Regions from separate parts of the Hordeum vulgare genome. Here region 1 is linked to region 2. A link is a contact called in public Hi-C data. All regions are on one chromosome and are shown on one strand. Each heading gives the region's core, a stretch centred on a gene start, on an enhancer-like site or on the middle of the called end of the contact. The rest is flanking DNA. Distances are from core to core; before and after follow the strand shown. Region 1 holds the start of LOC123449153 (peptidyl-tRNA hydrolase ICT1, mitochondrial). Region 2 holds the start of LOC123449148 (nucleolar protein dao-5-like).

Region 1 (5,134 bases), core at 1,423-3,922, 690 kb after region 2:
TCCAACCCGCTTTGGTTTGACGAATGGAATATACAACAACAACAACAACAAAGCTTTTCAGCCCCAAACAAGTTGGGGTAGGCTAGCGTTGAAACCCATAAGATATCGAAACGATGTCATGGTTCTGGCACGTGGATAGCTAACTTGCACGCACCCTGTCCATGGCTAAATCTTTGGTGATATTCCAGTCCGTCAGATCCCATTTTACGAACTCCTCCCATGTCAAGATTGGTCTACCCCGACCTCTCTTGACATTATCAGCACGCCTTAACCTATGTAATGACGCTTCTGGAGGCCTGCGCTGAATATGCACAAACCATCTCAGACGATGTTGGACAAGCTTCTCTTCAATCGGTGCCACACCAACTCTATCACATATATCATCATTCCGGACCCGATCCTTTCTTGTGTGGCTACATATCCATCTCAATATAAGCATCTCTGCTACACCTAGCTGTTGGACATGTCACCTTTTAGCTGGCCAACATTCAGCACTATACAGCATCGCAGGTCGGATCGCCATCCGATAGAACCTGCATCTTAGCTTTTGTGGCACTCTCTTATCACAGAGAATGCCATAAGCTTGGCGCCACTTTATCCATCCAGCTTTGGTTCGATGGTTCATATCTTCATCGATATCACCATCCTTCTGCAGAACTTCCTCCCCCTCGTGCCTAGTAGTAATGAAACAACATCTCATGTACTCAGTTTTAGTTCTACTACGCCTAAAAGCTTTAGATTCTAAAGTCTGTCTCCACAACTCTAATTTTCTATTAACCCCACCCGAATATAAATTTAATGGACCATTCCATGATTTTTTTGTTTTGACAACTGGGCCATTGCATGATGGGCTCACCCATCCTAGGACAAGGTGATACCTCAAATAAAACACCCCATCGATAGGCCAACAACAATGATTTGAACATAACAAGTGATGAAACAAAACATGCTACTGCTAAATTGGAATTGGTTAACAAAACAAATCACTCATTAGTTTCACAATGCCGAACCATCAACAATTCAGATATACTAGGCAAAAACACCAATGCAGTGATAAATAAGGAGAATGTACAGACAGCAAACCTTTATTAACATTCTGACCACCTGCACCCCCACTTCTTGCAAAACTAACAGTAACATGATCTGCACACATAAAGTGGGCTATTTCAGAACAGCTTGGCAACCCACGTAACGATTCGATACATAGTCATCAGGAATCAAACATTTAGAAATATCACTGGGATACAGAATACAGATCTAATACTGTTGACACTGGCACAGTTATGTGAGGGCTAAACTGTGCCATGGCCCGCTCAATCCAAAACATATGCATGAGTAATAGACTAGTTGATAAGCAAAAACAATGCCTATGTACGAGTGAAAAAAATGAAGCTTAGATTGGCCTGCCCTGGTTTTTTGTTGTAGCTCCGCTACTGACCGCTGACATAAATAGTTGTAATGTATGCTATATATATGATCGCAGTTTAGCGACTTCTTCAAACTATTTTCCTTATTCCAGTACATAGTCAAATACCTGAAACAAGTCGTGACAAGAATATGCATTTTACTTGCAACTTGCAAAAATCAGGCCAGATGCTCCATCACATCTTACATGAACTTACAGGTTAGATAAAGCAGTTTACTAACCAAAAGTTCACTATTGCCTCACATCTGTACCTAATATTTATTTCTTCTTTTTTGCTTCAAGCTATAAGGCAAGCAAGCCTAGCTACTTGTCAAGCTTAATTAACTTGCTTTCCACAGTACCGGTTTCTGCTTAATAAAAGCAGATTGGCAACAGAGCAACCAAATCAACTTCAAAGCTCGCATTCACCACACCGCCAGCTTAAAAATTCTAGGGCGCTATGTAAATGCCAGCAGAACGATGTCCTTAGCATGAAATGTATGCATGAGTAGCAGATACACATATACTTGAATGAGCAATCAGGAGGGCCAACTCCCTGGGGGCTAGATGGCTAGGTAGAATGGACTTATGGACCTACATCAGGTGCCCATTTCGTGCTCCATAAATTACATTTTTACTGCAGAGGAATTGTAATCCTCCCGAGCCTTTAGCAAATACGGTACCTCGTGATCCCCATCTTCTATGTTTCTAGTCATAAGCTACAAATTAAAAACTCTAATTCTTAATACGGAACTTTGCTAGGATTGAAACAGTTTTACTTACTACTCTATTTCTAGAGCATGCGGCCATCAATTCGGATTTGATGTACCAATGGGGGCAATTAGGGCGGTTGGAGTGCGTTACCCATGGTGATCTTGGGGGCGGGATCAGAGCCGGCTGAGGCTGCGCGTTCCTCGGCGTCGCGCATCACCTGCTGTGCCAGCGCTAGTCGCGCTGACACCTTCTTACCCCTGCCGTCGCCGGCCTCGGCCGCCGAGCATCGGAGGTGGACCAACCCGACCCTGCCAACGCTCAGGCCCAGGCCCAGGCCCGGGCTCGGGGAGGGGAACAGGGGTCCTCGGAAGAGGAGAGAAGGGACGTGACGGAAGCCGAGCCGTAGGAGGCGGGTGCTCCGCATGGCGGTCGCCATTAGCCTTTCTGTGGAGGGAGCCGAGTGTCGAGCGACGAGACGACCGGAATGGCCACGGTGGGCATACGGCAGCAAGGTGAAGAAGAAGAGGTAGAAATTCCTTTGGGCTTAAAGGGCTTCGGTGGTGATCTGCTCGCTCACGGGCAAATATTAGAGGTAGCAAGCACAGAGTAGTTTCTCCAACAAAAAAACAAAATCACCCCGGCTATATTTGGCGCGTTAAGCGCCGCGGAAGCGTACTCGCGCCCAGTGCAGCCACTAGTAGGACGGCCCATGAACGCGCAACGCAGTACACAGAATTATAGCGCGACAAAACCACCGAAAATATTCGCACTACGGGGAATAGGGCTCGCGCCGCACATCCCTGTAATTGCTTAGCTAACTACTCCCTTGGTTCTAAAATTCTTATCTTAGATTTATCTAGATATGAATGTGTCTACTCAAGTTTTAGTATTTAGACACATCAATATCTAAACAAACCTAAGACAATAATTTTAAAATGGAGGGATTACTACAGTGTCAGTCTGTCAAAACGCTACAGAAATATTGCAACTCGGGTTATTTTAGAACTAATGCAGCCGCGCTATATATTACTCAGTCATTTACTATGTCACTGAGAATTTTGAGTAATTATATATATTTTTTGGAAAAAGTTTTTTAATGAAAACAGTTTGTTGAATTTCAAAAAACTTATTTCAAAAAAAGTTCATCGATTTTGAAATAACTTAATCAATTTTGAAACAAAATTTAAAAAGGAATCATCGAATTTGCAAAAAAATCATCAACTTTGAATAAAAATCATCGAATTTAAAAAGCTCACCGATTTGGAAAAGTTCATCCATTTGAAAAAAAGTTCATTCAATTTAAAAAACGTTCATCAATTTTGAAACAAATTATCTGTAAAAAAGATCATTGAAATTGAAAAAACAGTTCATGCAATTCAAAAAAAACTTCATCAAAATTTTAAAAAGGTTCATCAAATTTTCAAAAAAAGTTCATCAATTTGAAGAATAGTTCATTGAACCATGAAAAAGAAAAAGTAGAAATGAAAAAGGAAACAATTGAAAAGAAAAAAGAAGAAGAAAAAAGTAAAAGGTTATAAGATACCAGGCCCGTTGGGTGGCCAGGTGGTTTGCATACACCCCTTCGCGCTGGGGCTGACTTTTTTTGTGTGTGTTAAAACTACAAAAAGAAACATGCATGGCGACAAATTCAAACTTTGGACCTCAATTGTCCCATAGCAGTGCACCAACCACTAGGACATCACACTGCTTGTGCATACTAACTTTGTTTTTCTTTTGTTTTATTCTTTCTCCAGTTAAAGACCCTCGTCTGGGGAGCTTCTTGAATGACAAGCGAGGCAAGAGCGACGGCAGGTGTTCTTCAATTGGGGATGGCACGTCATCAAAACCAGTTAGCACAGTCAAAGGCAATGCCGCCACAAATCATGTCCAAAACCATTGGGGGTGGAGATTTTTCTGGTTTGCCACAATTTAGGGGCCTAAGAAACTTGTTTTAAAGTTGAGAAGGTATTTGATGCCAATAGCCGAAATTGAGGGGAAATCTATACTTTTCTCAACAAAAGAAAGTTGTGGGCGACATCTAGCAGTCTTCCGCAAATAAAAGACATTTAGAGAGGTTTCGATTGCCCCTCTTCGTAGGCTCGTTATTTTTGTTATACTTGGTTTCTTCAAAAAATAATTATTTTGCTTCGTTTTTCATTGTTATCCATGTTTTTCATCGTTTTCTTTGCCGATTTTTTTGGTTTCCCCTTTTGTCCACACATGTCCGATTTTTTGCAGTACAAAATATATTTTTAGAATACATGTGAACTTTTTTATGATACACTTTGGATTTTTTTAAGTACATGATGTATATTTTAAAAAATACATTTTATGAATACAAAGTTACATTTTTTTCAAACTATACTTTGTATATATTTTTAGTGGAAATAAACATTTGTTCCTATGGGAATATATGGTTTCACATTATATATTCTAAATACCACATACATTTTTGGAATCGTCAGAATATTTCTTTAAAATGTCACGTAAATTATTTTATTGTTAGGAATTTTATTTTTAAAGTATGCAACATTTTATTTCCGTTGTGGTTGTAGCATATTTTTGAAAATGTCATAAAAACTTTTTGAAACCCATGAACATTTATTTACGAGTTATCCTGAATTAGACGAATATTTTTTGTACATTTTGTAAACATTGTTTAAATGGCTGGTACGTTATTAAATATATGACATTTTCAAAATATCTTACCATTTTCCTTACACATGATTACAAAATTCCTATACATGTTTCATTTTTAAAAAAAATTATAAAGCAATAAATTAAACAAAAAATGAAGAGAAAACGCTTGTACACACGAGGTCAAATCGGGTTGCTTTATGCATGAACTTATTATCAGGATTTGCATCTCTTATATAGTGCATGTATCGTGCTATATATTTTTTGGTGTTGATTTGCAGTAAGAGGAGATGTAATATTTTCTCATCATTTTTTGTCATAGCATGCCAATGTGTTACAACATCAGTTTCATTGGATTAAAAAAGTTGATAAACATGC
Region 2 (4,753 bases), core at 357-2,856:
TAGATGTGGTATCTCACCAGAATGCAGCCATTTCACTATCGGGCACCTGCTCATAGAGTGATTCATAAAATATCCTCAGTGGATCCCTCTGTAACAAGAAGGAAAAGGATTATTGCTCCGCATGAAAGGAATCAGAACATATCAGATAGTGAGATGTCATAATGGTTATACTTCAGGAGGAGGATCATGTTTCTGCCCTGGCAATTCATACACCTTCCTCTCCTTCTTCACCGCAGCAGCCCCCTCCTTCTTCACCTCAGCAGCCCCCTCCTTCTTCACCCCAGCAGCCTTCTTTTCAGCTTTCTTGATACCAACTTCCTTCTTTATTTTCTTTTCCTCCTTCAACGAATCAAGATGATAATTTAGCAACTAAACAAACAACAAACATAAATCACGAAAATGGCATACCTTTGTATCATATTCATCTTTTGGTTTCTTAGTCTTGGAGACCTTGGGCTTACTCGCAGCTGCACTTCTCTTCTGTGATTTTGGCTGAAATATCCACACCTACTAACCTCAACAATAGAATTCAACGAAAATAAATCTGGAACAAGAGAAGAATAATTGCAACCTTGCATTCATCATCGGAACCGGTTTCTTCTTTCTTTACTTTAGAAGTCTTCACCTTGCTATTGCTAGTGCTTTTCTGCTTCTCATTTCCCTAAAAGACAGAGCAATGTTATCTTTATACTAGGCAAGAAAGACTGGAAGAAACCAGTAGATAAAATCTAAAACATCTCCCAGTTGAAGGTAATTTTCCCATAAGAAAATAAAATAAAATGGATATGCTATGAATCAATGTTCGTAGCTTGAACAGACCACCCTCCCGTTTTTAGCCTAATTGAAAACGTTGTACGGAGACATGTCCAGATCTAAGAAAAGAATTGGCCTACGCGTTTACGAATCCTCAGCGATTGACAGTAGGCTCATAAGAAATACAAAAATATCAATCAATTCAATCAATAAAACAATTGGAACAAACCTTCTTGGCCCTTGAACTCGAAATCGGAGTGTACTCATATTCGTCCTCGTCGTCGTCGTCTTCTTCTTCCTCCTCCTCGTAATCCTCCTCGTACTCCATCTTTTTCTCCTTCTTTGCACCCCCATTGCTCGCCTTTTTGGCCCGAGAACGCGCAAGCGGAACGTCGTCATCGTCGTCCTCCTCCTCCTTCTTGACCTTGGAGGCACTCGCCGCGCTCGCTTTCTTCTTGGGTCGAGAGAAGGCCAGCGGCACGTTGTCCTCGTCGTCTTCGTCATCCACTTCCTTCTTGAGAGGATTGTGCAGCGTCGCGGTTCCTGCGGAAAGCGCGGCGGCGGCGTCTTCTCCGGCCATTGCTGCGGTGGTGGTGAGGCGAGGGTTTCGGCTTTTCGCGGTCGGTTTTGGGGGGGAAATGGGAGAGAGACCCGAGGGGCCGAGCTGGTGGACAAGGAGGAATAACGACAGAGGATTTAGACGGAGGGATGAAGGATGCCCTCACCAGCGCCGGCGGTCGGATGGCGGCGCTGGGGCGCTTGCGCCTATCGGCCGATGGGGAATAGGCAGAGGCGGCGGCGCTTGCCCTCCGTGGTCCGGAGGAAGGAAAGAGCGGAAGGGGTTCAATCCCGGATGACCAAAGGCCGTATTAATCTGGGCTAGCGAGAAATAGTCTGATTCCTTCCGGGCCGCCACTATGATTCAAGTTGGGCCAGGCGGGCTTCGACGGCCTGGACTGCCGAAGGGGAAAGGCAAATCCCCGCGTGCTCTTTTGAGGCAGAATGTCGACCGCACGCACAGACTCCTGAGAGCTTGTTCGGTTCTTGGAGAATTGAAGGGGTTGGGAAGGGATTGGGAGGGATTAAATCTCCTACAAGTCAAATTTCACCTTAATCTCTTCCAATCCTCTTCAATCCCCTCCTGTCTGGGATTAACCGAACAAGGCCTGAGTAGGCGGTCCAAAAAAAGACTCCGCTCAACAGGGTTTGAACCTGAGACCACACACTTCGAAGAAGTACGGCTAGCCAATCGAGGTAGAGAGTTACCCGGTTTATAACGCAGCGCAAAATATTGAGAACAAAACCTAGCACACATCCAAACACTTTTTAAATTTTGTATGCAAAATGTTATTTTGAGAAAAAAAACGTGAAGGTTGTATGAAATAGCAAACATTTATAGAAAATGCTGAATAAATTTTGAAAAACTCAACCAATTCGAAAAATGCAAACGGGATTTTTTCTAAAATTCTCCCAGAAATAGAAAACGTGAATGTTTTTTTGAAATCAGAATAATTTTCAAATTCTAAAAAATGGATATGTAAACATTTTTCTAAAAATGGGAACCTATTTTGAAACTCCCCAAAAAAACTTGAAAACATGAACAGTTTTAAAGACTTGCGTACATATTTTGAAACTCCCGAACAAAAATTCAAACATGAACCTTTTTAGGAATTTGCGAACAATTCGTTAAATGGAAATATTTATTGAAACTCTCAACAAAATTTGAAAACATGAACATTTTTAGAAAATTTGTGACAAATTGTGAAATGGAAAGATATTTTGAAACTCCCAAACAAAAATTCAAATATGAGCATTTTTTGGAATATGTGAACAATTCTTTAAATTGAAACATTTACTGAAACTCCCAACAAAACTTGAAAACATGTACATTTTTTTAAATTGGTGATCAAATTCAGAAATGAGAAGGTCTTTAACTAAAGTAGCGATCTAGATGCTCTTATATTAGCTTATAGAAGGAGTAGATTTTTCTGAAAAATGATCATTTTCTATAATATGGAAATATTTTTTAAATCTCCCAAAAATTTAATACATGAATATTTTTTTTGAAACCGGAACATTTTTAAAATTCACATAAAAATTGGGATATGGAAATATTTTTGAAAAATGGAAACATTTTTTGAAACCCCCGAACAAAACTTGAAAACATGAACAATTTTTAAAATTTGGAACTCCCAAACAAAAATTCAAACCTTATTTTTTTTGGAATTTGTAAACAATTCTTTAGATGGAAACATTTATTGAAACTCCTAATGAAATTTGAAAATATGAACATTTTTTAAAATTTGTGAAGAAATTTTGAAATGAGAAAAAATAAATTAAACAACCCAACATAATTTGAAAACATGAAAAAAAATGTATAGCTTTTCTTTAAGACCAAACTTTTATATAATATGGGAACATTTTTTAGAACACAATAAAAAAATTGAACTCGTCAACAAAAATCAATAACAAGCATATTTTCGTAATTTCTAATATTTTTAGAATTTTAGAAAAGAAATAGAAACTCTTAAGAGCAAAAAGGAAAAAAAAAATGATAATTGAAAAATCAAATAAAGAAACAAAAAAACGAAGCAAGAAAAAGAAGCAGAAAAACGAAAAACAAAAAACAAAGAAAAAAAGCAATGAAAACGCAGTTCAAGAACCTTATAGGATGTTCCCAGAACCGGACTGAGTAGCTCGTGCGCTATCTCGTAATTGGGTCAGCTCATCGTGATCGTTATGTCGTTTGCCTCCATGCGAAGCAGAAACGCGTTAGATAGAATATTTCGTGGTAGGCCGCGCCAATTCCTCGTGTTACGAGTGAGACGGGTATCAACTATCTGATGAGCGTTCCTTCGTAGCCTCTCAAGGGTCAGTTTCACGCGTCGTCACTTACGTGTTCTCAACCGTCGTCACATGTTGCATTCAAAGCGTTTTCTTTGGATTTTCTATTTTCTTTTCATGCGTTTTAGCTTTTTAAATAGTTTTACCGGGTTTTTTATGTTTAAGTTTTCCAACTGTCTTTATCAGCTTTGGACTGAAAATTATTTTAAAAAATAGAGAAAAAGCATGTTTTTTCCTTTTTCAAGAAGCATGCTTTTATTTTGCAAGAAACAAGGATTTGCTTTCATAAGAGGCACGATCTCTTGGAAACGAAAAAACAAAAAAAAATCTTGAGAGGCACGAATTTGCTTCCGCAAGAGACACGACCGTGCCTATCAAAAACGAAAAAATGCATTTTTTTTCTTTTCGATAGGTTTTACTTCCGTGAGATGCATGAATTTGCTTCCACGAGAGGAATGACTCTGCCTCTCGGAAATGGGAAAAATGTGATTTTTGATATTGTTTTTTCTTGTCAGAGGCATGATTTTATTTCCACGAGAGACACGGCAATGCCCCTCAGAAATGGAAAAAACACGTTTTTTTTCTTTCACAAGATGCATGGTTTCGCTTTTGTGAGAGGCACATATTTGCTTCTGCGAGATGTGCCTCTCAAAAACGAAAAAACATTTTTTTCTTTCTCGAGAGGCACGCTTTTTCATCTTATTTTTCTTGAAAAAAATCATCATCTGGAATTTAGTTTGAAGATCTATACGCGAGAAATCTAACGGCGAAAACGGTTGGAGATTTGGACAAACGGTTTAAAAGATAAAATGTTTTGAAATAATGGATCTACGGAAAAAAGGAAAACGCTTGGTTGTGACAAGTGGCACACATTGTGACACCCCGAGACCGACGTTTCAGAAGATTCCCCTTTCCTTCCCGTTTCCGTCGTGTGAGTATTTTTATTTGTCGCATCATCATCGCATCATGCACATCATCTGCATCGCATCGGCATCCCGTTGCCGTCAGTTTTCAAACTTGCATCCGTTGTTAGTTGCCGGTTCTCGTCGTTGTCCGTTCTGAGCCCAACCGCACACGCACGCGCCCGCGACATCGTCATACCCTGTTTTAAAAGTGCGTTTAAAACTTTCTCTAATCGAGGTGAAACTTGGCATGC

Evidence for each region. Hi-C and Micro-C count contacts between places; a contact is called where the count stands out from the background.
Region 1: a contact with region 2 is called in a Hi-C map of seedling, with 9 times the contacts expected there. The contact joins the promoter of LOC123449153 here to the promoter of LOC123449148 in region 2. A contact is called at or near these places in 3 of 6 Hi-C or Micro-C datasets (leaf and seedling) and 1 of 1 datasets of contacts at active chromatin or transcription factors (embryo).

The regions. Positions count from the first base shown.
Region 1 is chr4H:500,815,927-500,821,060 of MorexV3_pseudomolecules_assembly, forward strand. LOC123449153 (peptidyl-tRNA hydrolase ICT1, mitochondrial) reads right to left here and starts at 2,673. Exons shown (of 8, transcript XR_006631961.1): 1 at 2,270-2,673; 2 at 1,084-1,143.
Region 2 is chr4H:500,122,638-500,127,390 of MorexV3_pseudomolecules_assembly, forward strand. LOC123449148 (nucleolar protein dao-5-like) reads right to left here and starts at 1,607. Exons shown (of 7, transcript XM_045126252.1): 1 at 983-1,607; 2 at 572-661; 3 at 409-492; 4 at 172-339; 5 at 18-88. The coding sequence starts at 1,333.